Regions from separate parts of the Mus musculus genome. Here region 2 is linked to region 1. The links are chromatin contacts, called in public promoter capture Hi-C maps. All regions are on one chromosome and are shown on one strand. The core of a region is the stretch at or near the end of the contact, and the rest is flanking DNA. Distances in the headings are between cores, read along the strand shown. Region 1 holds the start of Rnf168 (ring finger protein 168). Region 2 holds the start of Rubcn (RUN domain and cysteine-rich domain containing, Beclin 1-interacting protein).

What was found. Promoter capture Hi-C pulls out the DNA fragments that hold promoters and counts their contacts.
Region 2: a contact with region 1 is called in a promoter capture Hi-C map of the C10 cell line, with 2.8 times the contacts expected there. The contact joins the promoter of Rubcn here to the promoter of Rnf168 in region 1. A contact is called at or near these places in 6 of 39 promoter capture datasets (the C10 cell line, fetal liver, hematopoietic stem and progenitor cells and 2 more), 1 of 484 Hi-C or Micro-C datasets (B cells) and 1 of 9 other capture datasets (liver).

The regions. Positions count from the first base shown.
Region 1 is chr16:32,275,491-32,280,664 of GRCm38.p6, reverse strand. Rnf168 (ring finger protein 168) reads right to left here and starts at 3,204. Exons shown (of 6, transcript NM_027355.2): 1 at 2,250-3,204. The coding sequence starts at 2,556.
Region 2 is chr16:32,866,015-32,871,188 of GRCm38.p6, reverse strand. Rubcn (RUN domain and cysteine-rich domain containing, Beclin 1-interacting protein) reads left to right here and starts at 2,823. Exons shown (of 19, transcript NM_172615.4): 1 at 2,823-3,096. The coding sequence starts at 3,029.

The sequences.
Region 1 (5,174 bases), core at 1,955-4,454:
CTAAAAATACAGTCAGAAAGAAGCTCTTTGTTCTCTATAGCCAGCAAAAAGCCTTTTTGTTTCTGAGCCTTACAGCCAGAGATGCTATAATTGTAATTTTACCAAGGACACCTGGCAGAGAAGAACTCTCCTCCCAATTCCTCAGCTAGCTGTTAAAAGCCCCCTACTGTTACCGCTCAGGGTTGAACTCCCCTGCCTTGCTCAGCGTGTGGAGTTCGTCCTCAGCTAGCTGAAAATAAAACCTCTTGCAGTTTGCATCAGGTGTGATTTTCTCTCGAGTCTTTGGGGTGCCGGCCAGCTCATCCGGGGACTTGAGCAGAGGCCCAGCTTGGGGGGGGGTCTTATATGCGGGGGCTCGTCTGGGATTTGTGGCCTACCCCAGGTCTTACAGTAACACAGGCCTCTTGTCCTAGCTTGAAGGAAGAAACAGGTAGACTGTTATGATTTCAGGCTAGGCTGGTCTGCACCTCTTTATTTCCATGATCTGGAACCTGTCAATTGTGTTCCTGTGTTTTGCTATGGCAAAATGCATCACATAAATAACTTGAGAGAGAAAAGATTTAGTTTGGCTCGTTCAGAGGTTTGCATTTATGGTTTTATGCCTGTGCAAGGCAGAAACATGATTGTGAAAAAGCTTGGTAGAGGAGAGGTGCCCACTTCAACTGCAGTCAAAAAGCAAACCTGTCACAGGCATTTCCAGTATACTTCCTCCAGACAGGCCTCACCTAACAGCCCAGCTGGGATAAACTTATCAGTGGACTGATCCAATGATGTCGTTAATGCTCTCCATATGGAATCACCTGAGTAATGACAGCTAGAACAAAGCCTTCATCCCACATTACAACTTTAACAATTCCATTTAATGAAAGAGCAATATATTCTGTTGCAGATATGTACATTTAGTTTATCCATCCATTGATGTCACTTGGACACTTCTACCTTTTTGTCCTACTATTTTTATACATTTTACAAGTTTGTACTAATATGTTCTCATATTTCAAAGGCGATTAAGAGGAAGGGCCTTCCTTTTCATATTTGAGCCACCTGAAAACAGAACTATATATTCAAAAAAAATCTTTCAATTGGGTTACAAAAAATTAAATTTTCGCCTTTAACTCAAGCACTTGGGAGGCAGAGGCAGAAGGATTTCTGAGTTCGAGGCCAGCCTGGTCTCTACAGAGTGAGCTACACAGAGAAACCCTGTCTCAAAAAAAAAAAAGAATGCTTACTGTTCTTCCAGAGTACCTGGGTTTGGTTGGTTCCAAGTACTCACATGACAACCTATAACTTTGTCACTCAGTTCTAGTTCTCCTGCCTCTTCTGCACCACATGCACATGAGGCACTTACATTCACACACTCTAAATACATATTTTAAAAAATAAGAAATCTCAAGTTTTCCCTTCCGAAGTATCTGCAATTATTTAATTCTGCTACCTCCACAGATAAAGAATTGTTCTTAAGAACAGTAATAGTGATATTCTAAGACAGGGGCTATTTAGCCATGATTCATTGACAGGACAAATCTGCCCCCCCACTTTTTGTTTTTCATAAAGTTTTATGGAAACACAGGCACTATCTTCATTTACAAAGGGTAATGTAAATTAATGTATTGACTACGGTGGCTTTTGTTCTACAGTGGCAGAGCTCACCAAGTGTCTTCAGTAGACTATATAGTCCACAAAAATACTTACCATTCTGCCCTTATAAAGGGCAACCCTCACTAATACTACTACATTATAAAGGACAGGTGTGTAATAGCACACCTGCAACTCCAGTATTTGTGAGGCTAAGGCTATCCCATGCTACACAGTAATAAAACTGTGTCTCAAAACATGTCTAAAAAAATGTTAAAAAAAAAAAAAAAACCCTAATTCACAGCAGATGAACACAACTTGACCATTACTACACGTGATGTAACTCTGTCCTTGACTTTAACTGATGTGTGGGCAGGGCTTATAAAACCACAAATCCTCACGATTCAGACTATTTAGCCTTCTTTTTCTTTTTCTTTAAATTAGAAAATGATGGTTCGAGCCCTGCGATGGTGGCTCATACCTTTAATCCCAGAACTCAGGAAGCAGAGGTAGGTGGATCTCTGGGTTCGAGGCCAGCCTGATCTACATTGTGAGTTCCAGGACAGCCAGGGCAACACAGAGGAACCCTTTCTCGAAAAGCAAAAACAAAAATGGTTCCCTTTCAAAGGGATTTTGGGCCGTTTTACCCAATAAACATGCTTAATTTTACTTACTGATTTCCTTTGATTCTTGTCCAGAGATTCTAAGCTTGCATTCCTTTGCATAGTGTTTTTGAATAATCTCCCACAGGTCTGTATTGACCAGAGAATTTCTTCGGGTATGGTACCGAGTCCACGAAGAGACCCGGCGACGACAGAAGGGACAGCATAGATTGGCCTTTTCAACAGTGGACTGGAAGCATGGGTTACAGAGCGTGTGGTTGCAAGGTAGGGTTACAGGCTCTAGGAGGATTTCCATACAGATCCCGCACTGACATTCGGCTAAGGAAGGGATGGAGGTTTTAGGTGCAGCCATCTTCATATGCTAATGAGACCTACCCAACGTTAAAATCAGAAAGGGACTAAAGTCGTCTTTCGCCTAATCACGCCCAGAACGGAGAAAAGCAGCGAGCCGTTTGGTGTTTACTCTCACACACAGCAGCGGACTGAGATCCAGAAGGCCTGAGTTCCCACGGGCCCGAGACAAGCAGGAGCTGTGATGTCAGGTCAACAGTTATGCCCTGAGTCCAGCAAGGGAATGAAAGAACGTTCCTCCGGGAGTCGGCGGCCTCGGGGCGGAGAGTGGTTCTGTCTCCCCGCGCCACACAAGCGCTCATCCAGCTCCCCTTCTTACGCGGTGAGGACCCGCCTCTACGCGCGAGGCGGCCGGGCTTGCCAGAGCCGGAAGCCCGGGCACCGCCGCTCCCAGAGCACCCGGTACCGCCCGGAATCCGGGCTCGGGCCGCCGCGGGACTTCCGTCTCGCCGTTGCGGTGGAGGCAGCCCTCCAGTGCCCACGCTCCAGCTTCTGGAACACCTCGCGGTACCCCCCGGGTCCCGAGACCCAGCCGCTCGCACCCGCTGTCCTGCCAATCGGTCTACTGGCCGCGGCCGGAGCAGGTACCCGGGCTCCACGGACGTCACAATTCCCCGCCAAAACGGCACGTCTTCCCCCAAGGAACCGCTCAGTCGGGCGGGACTTCCGGGAGCTGCGTCTGCGTTCCCGCCTAGCCTGCTAGTAGCAACTCCTCCCGCTTTTGGTCGCTCGGCTACTGTAGGCTGCAGAATCTTGCTTACTCAAGTAACTCTCTAAACCAAGATCCGAACAGGAATTTTTGTAATTATTCTTTCAGTATTCTTTAGGCTACCCTTCTCCTAACAAAGCTTTCTAAAGTTCTTAGTGCTAAAAGAAGAAATTACAACAAATTTACCTTAAAGATTTTTCTTAGCATTTATTTGCAACACTAGCATTTTATAGAATGAGCAGCAGATATTGGCCTTATAGACAAGTGACGCTCAAGGAGAGCAGCAACAAAGAGTTACACCTGTGGTTTCAAAGAATCCTTGTAAAGGTTAAATAAGGTGGGGGTGATATCCTTATGGTACTGGCTAAAACAGCAATGTAGAGATTTGGCTGTTATTGCTTTCCCTCTTGTTTTGGGGGTGCTTGGCTTGGGCCCTCTACCCCAGACTTTAGCATGAGTAAATGCCTATTGGGTTTGGTATGTGGAGTCTGAAGAACTCAACAAGAGACCCATTTCTATAATCAATCCCAGCATTTGGGAAGTAGTCACAAAAGGATTATTATAAACTAGCCTTGGCTACATAACTGGTTCCAGGTCAACCTGGGCTATATGAGACCCTTCCTCAATTGGTCAGCTGGTTCCCAAAACATTGCAGGCAGAGGCAGGAGGGTCTCTGTGAGGTAGAGATCAGCCTGGTCTATACAGTGAGTTTAGTAAGAGACTCTGTTTCAAAAAGGAAGGAAGGAAGGAAGGAAGGACCTCTGAACTAGGCATGGACACGTGTGTCTTGTAATTGAGGCATTTAGGTAGCAAAGGCAGAGGCAGAAACAGGAGGACCTGGAGTTGGAGTCTGTGATGGTTTGCATATCCTTGGCCCAGGGAATGGGACTATTAGAAGGTGTGGCCCAGTTGGAGTAGGTGAGTCACTATGGGTGTGGGCTTTAAGACCCTCATCCTAGCTGCCTGGAAGCAGTATTCTGCTAGCAGCCTTCAGATGAAAATGTAGAACTCTCAGCTCCTCCTGCACCATGCCTGCCTGGATGTTGCCATGCTCTGGCACCTTGATAATGGATTGAACCTCTCAATTTGTAAGCCAGCCCTGATTAAATATTGTCATAAGAGTTGCCTTGTGGCCAGGCGTGGTGGCACACGCCTTTAATCCCAGCACTCGGGAGGCAGAGGCAGGTGGATTTCTGAGTTCAATCCCAGCCTGGTCTACAAAGTGAGATCCAGGACAGCCAGGGCTATACAGAGAAACCCTGTCTCAGAAAAACCAAACCAAAAAAAGAGAGAGAAAAAAAAGAAAGAGTTGCCTTGGTTATGGTTTCTGTTCCTCAGATCTGTGACAACTTGGCATTTATACTTCTTTCTGTGTCACAGTCCACTGAGGTCTTCAGCTTCCTTTCTAACGACTTAAGGCCCACAAGCTTGGCAGAAAGTAGCAAGACTGTCCTGGAGCTGTGGCTGAGACACTGACATAGGTGCTGGGAGTGGAACTCTGGTCCTCTGGAAGAACTATACATGCTCTCAGCCACTGAGTCATCTCTCCACCCCTATTATTTCATGCTTTCAATTGATTAATTGCCCTTCAAAAGGCATTCAAAATTCAAAATGTTCAAATTGAGCAAGCAGTCTGACTCTTCCTAGGGAAATATAAAGAAATGTCTGTTTCGCCTAGACAGGGCAAAGACAGACCAAAGAAGAGATTCCAACCAAGTCCAGCGTGGTGAACCAATGAGTTCATTGGTCTTACAGGAGCATGGGTGTGGGTTACTTACAGAGGCATGGATGACTTGAAGGCAAACCATCTAAAATCCCCACCTCCGTGTGGGGATGACCCCCAAAGCTGCACCACTGCATTCTGAACCCCAATCAACTGCCCACCTCCTGTACAGTCTAGCGTCCCACCTCCTGTA
Region 2 (5,174 bases), core at 1,574-4,073, 590 kb before region 1:
TGTACATACACGTGTGTCTCTGTGTGTGAATGTAGTGCCTAACAAGGCCAGAAGACTGTGTTAGATGTGTTGGTGCTGGAGTTGGACGGAGTTTGTGAGTCATCTATGTGGGTGTTAGGAACCAAACTCATGTCCTCTGAACCATCTCTCCATCCCTGGATATTGCATTTCTTAGATAAATGTATATGACCATGTTGTATCATCTTTCTGTCGTTTGTTTTGTTGTGACAGGGTTTCTCTGTGTAGCTCTGGCTGTCTTGGAACTCTCTTTGTAAACTAGGCTAGCCTAGAACTCACAGAGATCCACCTGCCTCTGCCTCCTGAGTGCTGGGATTAAAGGTGTGCGCCACCACTGCCCAGCTTCATCTTTTTAGAATATGTTATTGTATTTAATTTGAAATGTTTTGTAAAGGATTTTCTTTTCTTTTCTCTTCTTTTCTTTTCTTTTCTTTTCTTTTCTTTTCTTTTCTTTTTGGAGACAAGGTCTTACTCCTGTGGAGCTCAGCTCACAATCCTTCTGCTTCAGCCCTTGGCTGATAGAATTATAGGCATCTGATACCACACCTGGCTTGGACTTTGTCTTTTCTTGAATGAAACTAGTGTTTGTTTGTTTGTTTGTTTGTTTGTTTGTTTTTGACACAGTGTCTCACATAGCCCAGGCCAGCCTTGAACTCAGCATGGGGTCAGGGATTCGCTTGAGCTTCTGACCTCTGCCTCTCCAGTCCAGAGGTCACAGATGTGCGCCACAGTGTCCAGCCCAGAGGTCACAGACGTGCACCACTGTGTCCAGCCCAGAGGTCACAGATGTGCGACTGTGTCCAGCCCAGAGGTCACAGACATCCACCACTATGTCCCCTTTACCTAGTGCTGAAGATTGAACTTAGGGGCTCCCAACCTGGAGCTACAGCCCAGCCCAGATAGAAAACCTTTAGAAGCCGAGACCTTTTTAACATTCATTAGTTTTAATGGAGTTATTTTCACCCTCTTCCTCCCTCTCACTTGCTGTATCCAGCCCTTCACAAAATAATGCTGATTCTCATGCCTTCATATTGTTGTAATCAACCTTGTTCTTCCAGCCCCTGCTCTAGCTTAGGCCTGGGCTTGCAAATTAGCAACCACAGGGCCACCTTCAGCCTAGAGTCAAGCTTTCCTTGGTCTGAACAATAGTCTGGCAGAATTTAGAAGTGTAGTTAATTATACCTTTAGGGGCAGATTCTAGCTTTTTTTGGGAAACAAAGCAATACTGTATTAGCTGGCAACCAAAAGTCCCAGTGTTCATTTGACAACACTCAGTTACAGCTAAGGTGAGACTCCCTTCTTGGAAAAAGACTGAAACAGTCCAGCTCAGAATTTCTGCCATTCTCTCCTTTCTTTCTTTTCTTTTCTTTTTTCAAATAAAGATTTAATGTATGAGTACACTGTTGCTGTCTTCAAACACACCAGAAAAGGGCATCTGATCCCATTACAGATGGTTGTGAGCCACCCATGTGGTTGCTGGGAATTGAACTCAGGACTTTCAGAAGAGCAGTCAGTGCTCTTAACCACTGAGCCATCTCTCCAGCCCCATTCTCTCTTGTTTCTTGCAGCTGATTTGTCTTACTCTTGACTATCATGCACAGACTAGTCTAGGGATCACCAGTCTATCTACTTCGCTCTTACCTCTAATGAGATACCTACTCTATCTCCTTTCCACATTGTAAACTTAGCTTTGTAAGCACATTTGCCATACCCTCTCATTTGATAAAACTCACTGTTCTATGGCTGATTCCAACTCCTTAACATGTCATTTCATAACCTGGTCTTGCTTGCATGAGAATGCCCACATCATTGTGTCCCACTCCTTTGCTTTAAAAAAACTTTATATATGTGTATATATACTGGGTGTGTATACACATTTAGTGCATGCATGCATGTACATTCATGGGGAGAGAATAACTCTCAGGAGTTGGTTCTCTCCTTCCACCATGGAGGTCTGGGGTTTGACCTCTGGTGGTTAGTTTCGGTAGCAAGCTTCTTTACTTACTGAACCATCTTGCCCTTTCTCAGTTTTGATTACTAAGAAGCAACGATTTTCAAAACTGCTATTTTCTTAATACCTGTGAGAGCTGTTTTGTCCATCTTCCTGCCTCTCCTCCCCTCCTTGTTAAACTCTTATCCTAGAAACTGCTCTGCATGGCTTTGGTGGTGTATGCTTATAATCTCAGCATTCTGGAGGCTGAGGGTCTTGACTTTGAGCCCAACCTGTGCTACAGTACCAAAACAGGGTGGAGAATTGACTCAAGGGTTAACTATCTGTTCTTGTAGAGGGTCCCTGTTCCGGTGCCTTCACGGGCACCTTACAAGCATGTGATGCACATACACTCAGGCACACGCATATACATTTAAGAATATTTAGAAAAAGAAAACAGTAACCTGTACCCCGACATCACTCCTGCAAGAGACCTTCCCTCAAAGTCTTCCTAGCCTTTCTACTGCCCTTTTCTGGTTCAGTTTGTGATCTCTTGGTGTAAATGCTTGGAGTCTTCCAACACCAAGAAGTATTAAATCAGGAATGGACTGAAGTGAAGTTAATCGAGTTAGGATTATATCAGTTTTATTGTCTATTTTAACCTCCGACAGAGTCTGATTTCCTGAGTAAAGTGTGACAGGAGTTCGCCCTCGAATTCCTGACTGTCGTTAGTTACATGGAGCTTTTAATCAAGGTTCCCTGCCCAGGGAAACTCGCCTAGCACATCACGTGTACCCAGGTTAGGGGAGCCTGGGATTGGATGGGGCAGTGCATGCCGGGAGAAGGATGGCCTTCGAAGGGCTTTTTGGGAATTGTAGTTCTTGGAGCCGGAAGTGGGGGTGGCAGGGGTAGAGCGGCAGCTGAGGCAGCAGTCCTTGACTCTGTCGCTGTCAGGGTGTAGTGCATGGTTCTAAGCTCACCAGCCATGGTGCCTCCCCTCTCTTGAGGGTGCTCCGGGTACCCTGGCGGTCGAAGCGGCCTGGAGCCTCTCTCTGGCCCCGAGACGGCCTTATAGTCCGGATGCGTCCGGAGGGCGCGGGAATGGATCTTGGCGGCGGCGATGGGGAGCGTCTGCTAGAGAAGAGCAGGTGGGCTGGGAGCGGCTGGCAGTCGGGGCTGCTTGCGTGCGCGGGAGCACAGGGAGACTTGGCTGGCATGACACGCAGTGCGGGGCGCGGCATCCTGTAGAGCTACTGTTCAAGTGACTTGTTTGGGAAGAATTTCCAAGAGGAGGGACTGGTGGGGCGTGTATAAGGACAAGGGAGGAGATGAATTTAGGGACGGTGAGCAACTGTGGGTATGATTCTTTGAGGGCCAGGGAAGACAGTGAAGAAACTAAGATACAAGACTGCCAGAGGAGAGGTGGACATTGAGAGTCTGGGAGAAAGGACTGAGGTGCTGTAGTGAGATTTTTATAGGCCAAAGTCTATAGATAAGAGCAGAAACAAGATTGGTGCCCTGCGTTAAAACTTGTGATAACCCAGACCGATTTTAAAAGGGTGCTAAGATATTCTGGGAGCTACGGTTTTAGATTACAATGGCTCAGCAAGGTTAGGAAGAGATGAATGTGGGTGAGGAGGAGAGGTAGGCCCGTGGGTTAAAAGAAACTGATTGCACTGGGTGTGGGCTCGCTGAAGGGACAGAAATCATGTGCATGTCCTTTGTCAGTGAGATGCTGCTGCCCTGAGAGGACCTCTGTTTCTTTTTTCTTCAGCCCCTTTGCTGCTTCTCCACAATGCAAACTAAATAAGCTCAAGTTTTTGTGGAATTATTGTCAGAAAACCTTAGCTTCTAGAAATAGGGGGATTATTTTCTTTTTAAATTTAAACAACTACACTTATGTGTGTGTGTGTGTGTGTGTGTCCTACTTAGGATTGCTTCATTAACAACTGGTCTTAGGTTGGGAGTGTAATTCAGGGTAGAGTGCTTGCCTAGCATGCAGGCAGCCCTGGGCTCCATCCTCAGCACCACAAGAACAACAGAAGCAGGGTCTCAACATCTTAAGAGGATGCAGGAGCAGAGGCACAGTAGAAATATGGCGTGAGGGAGTTTTTCTTGACACTTAAAATAGGTTTAGTACAATGATGGTCTCCAGAGCAGGTGAAGTCCCACGACTAGAAGCAAAATAATTTACCTTAAAATATTCCTAGGGGAGAGCTGAAAAGTGTCTGGGTGAAAATATTTCTGCTATGATATAGCCTGTGGCCTACTGAATTAGTAGAGCTTGGCGTTCTTGACCGAGGTCTATGAATGGTGCATACTAAATGAAACTAGATGTCTTACTTCTCCTTTCAACATTTTAGTTTCTGCTTTTTTATACTTGGCTATTTATTTTTCTCCAGATGTCTGTGAAGCGTTTTATGTAAATGGTACCCTGCAGCTGGTAAGCAAGCTTTAGGGCTATTTGGATTTTCCTGTACTGTTTCATGTGGAGCGGACTGGGTCAGATATTTAAGTTTGCTTGGTTTGTTTTTTCTCATTTAACTGGACCTGCATTAGTTAGTTAATTATCCATTACTTCTTTATTATACACCAGATGCTGTCTTGACAGCATTGTGAAGGTTAACTTATTGAACATCTTAACAGTTGTGTGAGGTAGCTACTATACCTATGACCACTGCCCAGGTGCGGAAGCAGAGACATTGACAGGATAAGTAACTTGCCATCGTCACGCAGTGAATCTCTGGTAGAACTGAGACTCACACCTTTAACCTCTACACTCTGCTGCTGCCCCACATGATAATAGTGACAAATGTACACAGTAATGCTAAATTCTTACTGTGCTGGGCTGGTCATTTAGGTGTGCACGACAACTCCTTTGCAGGTATAGTTTCCTATCAGTTCCCCCTGCTTCTTAACTAGAGTGCTTTAAACAACTCTAGCACACCACACACACACACACACACACACACACACCACACACACACACACACACACACACACACTCACACACACACACACACTCACATACACACCACACACACACCACACACACACACACACACACCACACACACACACACACACCACCCACACACACACACACACACACACACCACACACACACACACACACACCACACACACACCACACACACACGCACACACACACATACACACACCACACACACACACACACACACACCACACACACACACACACACACAC